Linked DNA regions of Mus musculus: region 1 is linked to region 2. The links are chromatin contacts, called in public Hi-C maps. All regions are on one chromosome and are shown on one strand. The core of a region is the stretch at or near the end of the contact, and the rest is flanking DNA. Distances in the headings are between cores, read along the strand shown.

Region 1 (4,355 bases), core at 73-2,572, 2.4 Mb after region 2:
AGTTTCTGTTTGGTGATATAGAGAAGATAAAACATCCCTTCCAGCTAAAGATCAAGTAACTCTGTGAGCTTGGGAAATGGAATTGAACCAAGCCTCAAGCCACCATCTGTATCATACAAAGTAAGGCCTAGAAAATAATTCTCACAGGATAACACCAGACCTGTTGCTCAGAATCTGTGCCGCCATCTCCCGATACCCAAACTATCCTTACTCTATAGGAATCTTTTTCTTTGAAAATCACGCTTTGGGAAAATTATGTTCTACGAATTTACTAATTTCTCAGCCAAGTTCAAAGAACCTCTGAGTATCACCATTTTAAAGCCAGGTGACTAGAAGACATGAGGACAACTCCTGCAAACTCCGAGTGTGGGACCCCCACCAGGGCAAACCTATTCTCCGAGGTTTGACACACCGGAAAGCTTTCCCCAGCCACCCCCTACTCCCCTCGAAATACAACTGAGTTTCTCTACCGCCAAGGACCTGTCGTGCCTCCGATGAATCCCGCCCACTTCGCGCCCTCAAGCCAATCAGAGGGTGGCGTCACTCCCTCTCAGTTGCCATGGTGCCCGCCAAGTCCTTTCCGCCACTTACCAGATGTGAGCAGGCTGGTCCAGCCGGTGAAAGCGGGTGGCAAAGGACAGCAGCGTCACCACAGCCAACGTGGCCCACCACCCTGCCGCCTGGAAGCGCCGCGAGCTCCAAGCAGGCCGTTTAAGTTTCCGTGCTGCAGCCTGGGGGACCACGTCTCGGCTCACGGCTCTGGCAGCCTGCGGCACACAGCGGCCCCTACGGGGACGCAGCTCGGAGCCCGCTAGGCCACCGCCTATGGCCGGCGGCATCCTCCCCTTCCGAAGGATCACCCTCCGGGCCGGAGGCACGCCGGGTCTTGTCCGCTGCCCCGTCAAGGGGTCATAAGAAGGCGTCTCGAGGTGCCATGGGATTTGTAGTTCCCTCCGTTTGCCGCGGAGCGCCGGGCCCCGGGCTCTGGGCGGGGCGGAAAGTGTGGTGGCCGCCCGGGCAGCTAAGAGGCGGCCTGAGGCGTAGAGCATTGCGGGAGGCGGAGGGAAACCAAGGACTGACAAACTCGAGTCGGCTCATGAACTACAACTCCCAGCAGCTCAGGGGGCGGGGGCGGGGCCAGCCCGAAGGAGGGAGGCCATCTAGTCCAACCTTCGCTCTCTGGACCCCGCTAGGCCTCAGTCATCTTCTAGTCCCGAGAGCTGACTTTCTTGGCCGGCCGACCGGGCGAGATGCAAGCCGGGAAGGTCTGTGCCCCACGTCCGGGGATGAGGGTCTCTCCTGAGAAACGCGGAGAAGAGCTGTGGGGGGGGGCGGGGCTGAGAGCTCGCTTCTTCGCGTGGCGCCACAACGACTCCCGGCGTGCACCTCGGCGCCCGCTCACTCTACACCTGCGCGCTGGCCGCTGAACCTTATGGTGGTGGTAGATTGGGCCGGGAAGGCTAAACTTGGAAGCTTTTGAGGGGCGTCCAATCGCGCTTTTCCCTGCTTCGGGTAGACAGACCTCTTCTAGGGCTTTCAAACATGGTTCCCTACTTTGCAGTTTCGCGGCGCCCTTCGTATGTCTCTCAGGGGACCTGGTGGTCCAGGCATGCACCAAAGGCAAGGGGGAAAGATGTGACTCTTTAACGACGTTAATAATCACTTGTAGTATCTGCTCAGGTTTCTAGTTTTGTCGGTTTGGCTCTAAGAAACGATCTTGCTGTGCAGCCCAACCTGACTTTGAACTTTGACTCTCCCGCCCCCGCCTTCCAAGTGCTGGGATTCCAGGCTGTGGCATATGGAGCGTCCAGGGTTTAAGTCGAACTTCTTTAGTCCACCCTAGAGCCATTTGTATTTAAGCCATTGCTGGAATGGAGCTGCGAGTGTGTTTTATAAGAGACTTAAAATTGAGTCTCTTAGGAGGGCCGATATGTAGGAAGGCGGCACATTAGATGCAAAGGACATTGCATCCGGTTAATATAGATTTTCCACATACAGATGTGATTTTTCAGGATTTTAATCATGTAAGAAATGGTATAAAAACAGCTAGGGATGTACGCAACTCTGACGTAGCTCCTAGCATGGGCCGAGTCTCCCACAACAGAAAAACTGCAAATTTAAAGTCGCCAGAATGCATGTTTGAGTTGGAAACATGATCCTTCCCGGTGCTAATTAAACGGACATTCTACTTGATATTAAAAAGTAGCTGTTCAAGTGCAAAAATCGCCAGGTGGTTTGCTGTTAGTGCTTAGCTGTGATTTCTCTCCCTGTTTATCTAAAAGCACATAGGAGACAAGCCTCCAGATGCTCTGCAGAGAGGGTTAGGATTGTCTTTATCAGGTTAACTGATGTGGGAGAGTGACACCATTCCCTGGGTTGGGTCTGGCTGGGCCCATAATAAGGGGGAAGTCAGCCAAGCACCAACACACAGCATTGTTCTGTTTCATGCTGTGGATGCATAGGTTACTTACCAGCTGTTTCAGGCTGCTCTTCCCCCAAACCCCACCCCACCCCCACCCCAGGTGACTTACTACATCTTGAATTATAAGCCAAAATAAACCACTCTTCTTTAGACTGCCTTTGTTGGGGCATTTTATCATAGCAGCAGGAAAAGAAACTAAAATGATATATAAGAAAAAAAAATAATAATAGATGTAGGGTAAGATTCCAGCTGGGTGATGGTGATGCATGCCTTTAATCCCAGCACTCGGGAGGTAGAGGCAAGCGGATTTCTGAGTTCGAGGCCAGCCTGATCTACAAAGTGAGTTCCAGGACAGCCGGGGCTATACAGAGAAACCCTGTCTCGAAAAAGCCAAAAAAAAAAAAATTCTGTTTCCTGCTGAAGGGCCATGGGGTGTCGCGCCCACCTCAGCCAGCAAGGAAGACACGACATGGTCAGATTCTTCTCAACAGCCTTTATTGCAGGAACACCTCGATGCTGCTACCGGGACAGGGCACCCAGGGAGGGCTGCTTATATACACCCTAGCACAGGAGAAGGCTCCATGGCCCCCCAGGATTGGTCAGTCTGCCTGCATCTAATTTGCATGTACCTGCTCAGGAGGGGTCAGGCTAGCACCTGCGCAATGGTGTTGTTTACCACAAAGGCACACAGAAAGCCTGCGCCATCTTAGAGTTGGCTTCCTACATCTCCCTCTTTTTTCTTTAATGAAATGAGGCTGGTCTAGGCCTGGGCAAATCTGTCCATGGCCAGGGCTCCTGTCTTAGGTCGATCCTCTAGTATCACAGCCTTACCCATCATAGGGTTATCCTATGATGGCCTCCAGGCCCCTTCTCTTAGGTTGGTCTGTGCATGAGGAAAGTTGCCCGTCTCTGGATACCATGGATCTGTGTGACTACAACTGCCAAATGACCTAGGGCGGACTCTTAATTTTTTAAAGAGGCCAGCCAAATATTGGGAGATGCACCATCTTCAATTGCCAACAAAGCTTGGTAGACCACTGCTTTATGTTGAGCATACTCTCTTTTTAGTTGACACAATAGCCAGATGCAGAAGACACACCCCAGGAGGACCACTGTCCCCCAGGCCAACATTCCTGCCCACTCCTTTAAAAAGGAGAAGGCATTGGTGATCCAGGAGGTGAAGTCTCCCAGGGTGACAGGGTCGGGTCGAGTGCTGTTGAGTTTGGCAATCTGGAGGAGCAACTTTCTGCTCTGCTTTGGCTGACCAATTTCCTTTAAGATAAGCAATTTTCATGTCAGCCTTTCTGGTACCCAAATTGGATGTTCTTTATCCTGTGGAAAAACACAAACAGCTCCCCTAGATCTCGAAATAACGGGATCTGGGCCATACCATTTACCAGTTAAGACATCTTCCCATTTTACATCATGTTGAATTACAGGCGAGGTCATGGCATGCCTGTCTGCAGCCGAGCGACCATGATCATCCAAAATTTAAAAATTTAAGGTAAATAAAGCTAAAGATAATTGTTCTTTGGGTGCTCGTCCGTAGGCAATTCCCTCTTTTTGTTTTTGTAACAGTTCTTTCAAGGTGCGATGTGCCCTTTCCACAATACCTTGGCCTTGTGGGCTATAGGGAAGGCTGGTGGTATGACTAACTTGCATAGTTTCGCAGAAGACTTGGAAGGATGTTGATGTATATGCAGGTCCATTATCAGTTTTTAAATTAGCTGGGTTTTCCCAAGCTGCCCATGAGTCTAAGCAATGGCTAATAACATTGTGGGTTTTTTCACCAGACATAGGGGAGGCATACATGATACCTGAACAGGTGTCAATAGAAACATGGACATATTTTAGTTTTCCAAAAGCTGGAACATGTGTAACATCTATTTGCCATACTTTTAGAGGGATCAATCCACGAGGGTTAATCCCAACA
Region 2 (4,937 bases), core at 422-2,921:
ATAGGCAGTGGCCCTTATTATTTAATCCAGTTCCACATGCCCACCGTTGCTTTTGCTTTAACAGAACTTTTAATATCATATTAGAGGTAATATGAATTCCCTTGTTTCCTTTTTCAGTGAGTATTTATTATTTACTATCATCCCATAGTACTGGATACTGGCTACAAAGAAGCATATTTAGCTTGGTTCCTCACTCAGCAGTGTGACTACAGAAGGCTTTAATCCACCTCCCACTCCCACCTCTACCTCCTTAGTTAGGGGTGTGTGTGTGTCTGCCTGGGAGTGCAGGTAGGTAGCTGAGAAGGCCCAGAGTTGGGGTATAAGCAGGTATAACCTGATGTGGGAATTGAACTCTAACCCTCCGGAATAGTAGTTCCCCTTAACCACTAAGCCATCTCTCCAGTCCTAATAACTCTTTAACTTACTGCTTCATTATGGTCTGTTTCCCCCTGCTCAAATATTTTACAAAATCAGTTTGTCTTTCGACCATCACTGCTGCCTTTTCCACCCCGGGCCCCTGCACTGCTCCCACAACTAAGTGTACAGGCTTGACTGGACAAACTCAGAATTTCTACCCTCTATTATATTTTCCAATAAAGAGTCCAGGGGCAGCGTTGGGAGGGAGGCATCACATGATGTCACTAGAAATACGAATTTTATAGGAGACAAGGATCAAGAATCATGAAATTCATTAGAACAATGGAAACCCTACTTTGTAAATGAATGTTATGAGAAGGAGAACTAGCTTTTGTCTCGTTAGTGGGGGTGGGGTGGGGAGGGGAGGTGGATGGTACTTCTAAGACCAGAGCAGGATTGACAGGGATTTGGAAGGCCAAACTGGGCTACAGAGTGAGGCTGCCTCAGCCCGCTCCCAACCAAACTTCAAACGAACAAAGGGAGAAAGGCCAGTGACGATACAAGGCATAAATCAAAATAAGTCCCGTGCCTATTCCTTCAATCCGTGTTGGATGCAGACCTGCTGTCTATCCTATTGTTTTATTTTTTGCTTTTATTTGTTTACTTTTTTCAGACAGGGTTCAATAAATCCAGGCTAGTCTTAAATTCGCAATCCTCCTCCGTCCATTGAAATCTCAAAGCCCTTGAGCGCTGCAATATATGCCCGCTTGATGTTCACCCAAGAAACTTTAGTGAACTTCAGCACACGGTTCGCCTTGTGAGTGTTTTAGATTATCCCAAAACACGAAATGCAAGGAGAAACAAAGTTGTGCGGAGGGGTTAAGTTTCATCAAGACTAGTACCTTCGGTCCCAACCTAGTCAATTCCACGTTCCAGCAACCCGCCCAATCCACCCCCGGGGGTCTCCTCGAGTGGGCTCAGGGCTCACCGCAGTCCTTGAAGTGCAGGGGCTCCGCCTGGCTGGCAGCGACCAGCGCCAGCAGCAGGATCGTGGCGGCCAGAAAACGCATCGTGGATATGAAAGCTCTGCAATCTAGGAAGGAAAAGCAGCCCGAGCAGTCACAAGATAAACTTGTCCCGGACCGAGGGTGGAGCCAGATCAGGCCACTTGTGAGCAGTAACCAGCGAAGGCCCGCCCGCGCCCCGCCCTGGGCTCCGGGGCCGCCTGGCCTGCAGCTCGCCCTTTATCTCCGCCCATCTCTTCCGCTTCCAGGCAGGGCCTACGGAGAACTCGCTCTTTGCGTTCGCCCCGCTCTATTGGTACCGACCCACTTCGGCAAGTGGAAGCGTTCTCTGTCAATCAAAGCCCTCTTATCTCGCTATACCCAATAGGCACGCTTGGGGGCGGAGGCTCGATGCAGCCCCGCCCCCTTCTCCCCTCCTCCGGAAGCCCAGGCTAGGCGGGGATTTGGACCATGCTAGGGGCGGAGCTTGCGGAGTAAGATGGCGGCCTCCAGGGCCTTGTCCCTAACTGCCGAGGCGGTCAGGGCTGTCATTCCTAGGCGCTCGGGAAGGTATCGAGGGTGGAACGTCACTTAGGAAGGGTGTTGGGTTCTGCGTCTTCAGGATAGATGGGAGGCTAAATCTCACGCGGGGTGGGGTGTGGGGTGAAGGCTTGGCAGTTCAGAAGAAAGTGTCCCCAGATTTGGGTACGAGGTGTCCATAGAGGGTCATCTGGTGCCATTTCCCGGGTTCGTCTCCCTTCTTTACATCGCAGGCTCCTCGCCGTCTTTCCCAGGCTTTTGACCCGCTGGGAAACAACATCTTCCATTCCAGAGGCTGGCGAGGGACAGATCCGCCTCACAGACAGCTGCGTCCAGGTAGGAGGTCGGACGCGGGGCGGCGGTGCCCAGGAGGGCTCTAGAAGACTTCCTAGTCACCCGTCCCGTTATCTCCGCTTGCTTGGCATTCTTGATCCTCTTTCCTGAATTTCAGAGGCTTCTGGAAATCACCGAAGGGTCAGAATTCCTCAGGCTGCAAGTAGAGGGAGGTGGATGCTCCGGATTCCAATACAAATTTTCACTGGATACAGTTATTAACCCCGACGACAGGCAAGGAGGACGGATGGGTCGCTAGAGGCTGTATCAGAGGATAAAAGTGGCCCCAATTTATTCCAAACTTCCAAGCGTCTAAGTCTGCTTAACACTACCACCCTCTCCGTTCTGTGAGGATACAGCAAAGATTTGTCCTCTTGTTTAAAAATAAGGAAGAACATTGACTTAGCGTCCGTTAGGTAGTCAAGTTGAGAAAGGCTGAACTAGGGCTGGAGAGATGGCTCAGCGGTTAAGAGCACTGGCTGCTCTTTCACAGGACCTAAGTTCAGTTTCCAGCAACCACATAGTGGCTCACAACTATCTGTAGTGAGATTTGATGCCTTCTTCTGGTGTGTCTGGGGAGAGCAACGGTATACTCACATAAAATAAATGAATAAATAAGTGTTTAAAATATATATATACACCAAGGTTCCACCCTAAGAAAAAGGCTGGACTAGTTTCAGTCCGAGCCCTTAAATAATCCTTCTGTTTTTTTTTACGTTGAATCTTTCTGCTTCAGTCCGTTCCGTCCCAGCTAGAAGTCCTAAGCAGTGTTCCATGCATTGGAGAACAAGATGTACACCTCTGGGCTCAGGGTGTTGTGTGGGTGTTTGTGGTATTTGTCATTCATGCTTTCCTCTTGTCTTTTCAGGGTATTTGAACAGGGTGGGGCAAGAGTGGTGGTTGACTCTGATAGCTTGGCCTTCGTTAAGGGAGCCCAGGTGGACTTCAGCCAAGAACTGATCCGAAGCTCATTCCAAGTGTTGAATAACCCTCAAGCCCAGCAAGGCTGCTCCTGTGGGTCATCCTTCTCTGTCAAAGTCTGACACAATGACGGATGACCCTGAGATTGCCACCACTGCACCAGTGTGAACAACCTAGAATAGTAGAATTCTAGAGGTTTCTTTCTCATCATGTCCGGCTCTCATCTTATTTAATTTAATCCAGAAGTGTCTTATTCTACCACTGTAAATTATGGAATGTGAAGCTTTTAACTCTTGGCCGAAATACTCTCCCCTCCCCCAGTACAATGTCAAGGCCACATCCAAAGGCTGTTACCTCACCTGTAATCACTGGTTGGAACCCAGTATAATTTGTAGCACCTCTAGGACTCCAAAATTTGGAGTTAACCTCTCTAGCCTTCAGAATTGTTTATATATCTGTGTATAGCTATATATAAAACATCATTATAAACTAAGTTCTTATCGTGTTTTCAATCAGGATCCAGTTTGGGTAGCTTGAATACCAGAATTGAGGCCAAAATTGGTTAGAAAGGCAAACAAGATATTCTCTGCTGTCTCTCTCTTTCTTCTTCCTTCCTTCCTTCCTTTTTTCCTTCCTTCTTTCTTTTTTCTTTCAACAGGGTCTTATAGGTAGCTCCAGTTTTGGACTCTCAATTCTCCTGCCTCAGCCTCTTCATGCTGGAACTGCAGACATATTACTACTAGGCCTGGGTTGTTGTTTCTTCTACTTCTACTACCTCTACTACTACTTCTTCCTCCTCCTCCTCCCCCTCTTTCTCCTCCTCCCCCCCTCCTCCTCCTCTTCCTCCCCCTCCTCCTTCCCCCCTCCTCCTCTTCCTCCCCCTCCTCCTCTTCCTCCTCCTTCTCCCCCTCTTTCTCCTCCTTCTCCCCCTCTTTCTCCTCCTCCCCCTCCTCCTCTCCCTCCTCTTCCTCCTCTTTTTCCTCCTCTTCTTGTGGTCCCTTGCCCCCTACTCTCCCACGATTTGACCTAGGGCATTGTAACTGCTGGGTAAACACTCTAGCACAGTGGTTCTCAACCTGTGAGTCACAACCCATGGCAATCCCATTTATTACAACTCATAACAATAGCAAAATTAGCAACAAATGTAATTTTATGGTTGGGGTCACCACAACATGAGGAACTGTTTTAAAGGGTCTTTGCTTTAGGCAGGTTGAGAATCTCCACTCCAGCACTTGAATTATATTCCTTGACTGTTTTGCTTTCTATTTGGAGACAGGGTCTCACAAAATTTCCTTGGCTGGCCTTGAACTTTCAATCCCCTAGTCTTGATACCCCAATAGTTGCGATGACAGGCCTGTGCCACCAGTCCAGTTGTATTGTACTCTTCTTGACTGTCTTAGGGGATTTATCCATGTGTCCTATGAAGGCCATTTCCACTTGGAATATTACAGAGAAATACATTTTATTGTCATGCTCATGAATCTACTAGGTTTTATAAAGCCAAGAGACCTCCCCCACCTCCAAAAGCCAAAAAAGCAAGTTTAGCTAAACCCCTCTTGATCACTGAATTGCTTGAAAAGTAGCTTTTGTACTCCATGCCCATAAAAGCGCTTCAAGATTCTATGACCATTCAGTAACTGCCTCCCCCACCTCCAAAAACCAAAAAAGCAAGTTTAGCTAAACCCCTCTTGATCACTGAATTGCTTGAAAAGTAGCTTTTGTACTCCATGCCCATAAAAGTGCTTCAAGATTCTATGACCATTCAGTAACTGAGTTTGCCTA

What was found. Hi-C and Micro-C count contacts between places; a contact is called where the count stands out from the background.
Region 1: a contact with region 2 is called in a Hi-C map of B cells, with 5 read pairs. The contact joins the promoter of Pomt2 here to the promoter of Npc2 in region 2. A contact is called at or near these places in 1 of 39 promoter capture datasets (liver) and 1 of 484 Hi-C or Micro-C datasets (B cells).

The regions. Positions count from the first base shown.
Region 1 is chr12:87,146,580-87,150,934 of GRCm38.p6, forward strand. It overlaps Pomt2 (protein-O-mannosyltransferase 2), which reads right to left and starts at 1,323. Exons shown (of 21, transcript NM_153415.4): 1 at 592-1,323. The coding sequence starts at 1,049. Gstz1 (glutathione transferase zeta 1 (maleylacetoacetate isomerase)) reads left to right here and starts at 1,128. Exons shown (of 9, transcript NM_010363.4): 1 at 1,128-1,265. The coding sequence starts at 1,251. It overlaps Gm6566 (predicted gene 6566), which reads right to left. Exons shown (of 3, transcript NR_136901.1): 3 at 2,896-3,754.
Region 2 is chr12:84,771,441-84,776,377 of GRCm38.p6, forward strand. Npc2 (NPC intracellular cholesterol transporter 2) reads right to left here and starts at 1,672. Exons shown (of 4, transcript NM_023409.4): 1 at 1,346-1,672. The coding sequence starts at 1,427. Isca2 (iron-sulfur cluster assembly 2) reads left to right here and starts at 1,830. Exons shown (of 4, transcript NM_028863.1): 1 at 1,830-1,931; 2 at 2,135-2,237; 3 at 2,353-2,468; 4 at 3,103-3,649. The coding sequence starts at 1,861. The coding sequence ends at 3,277.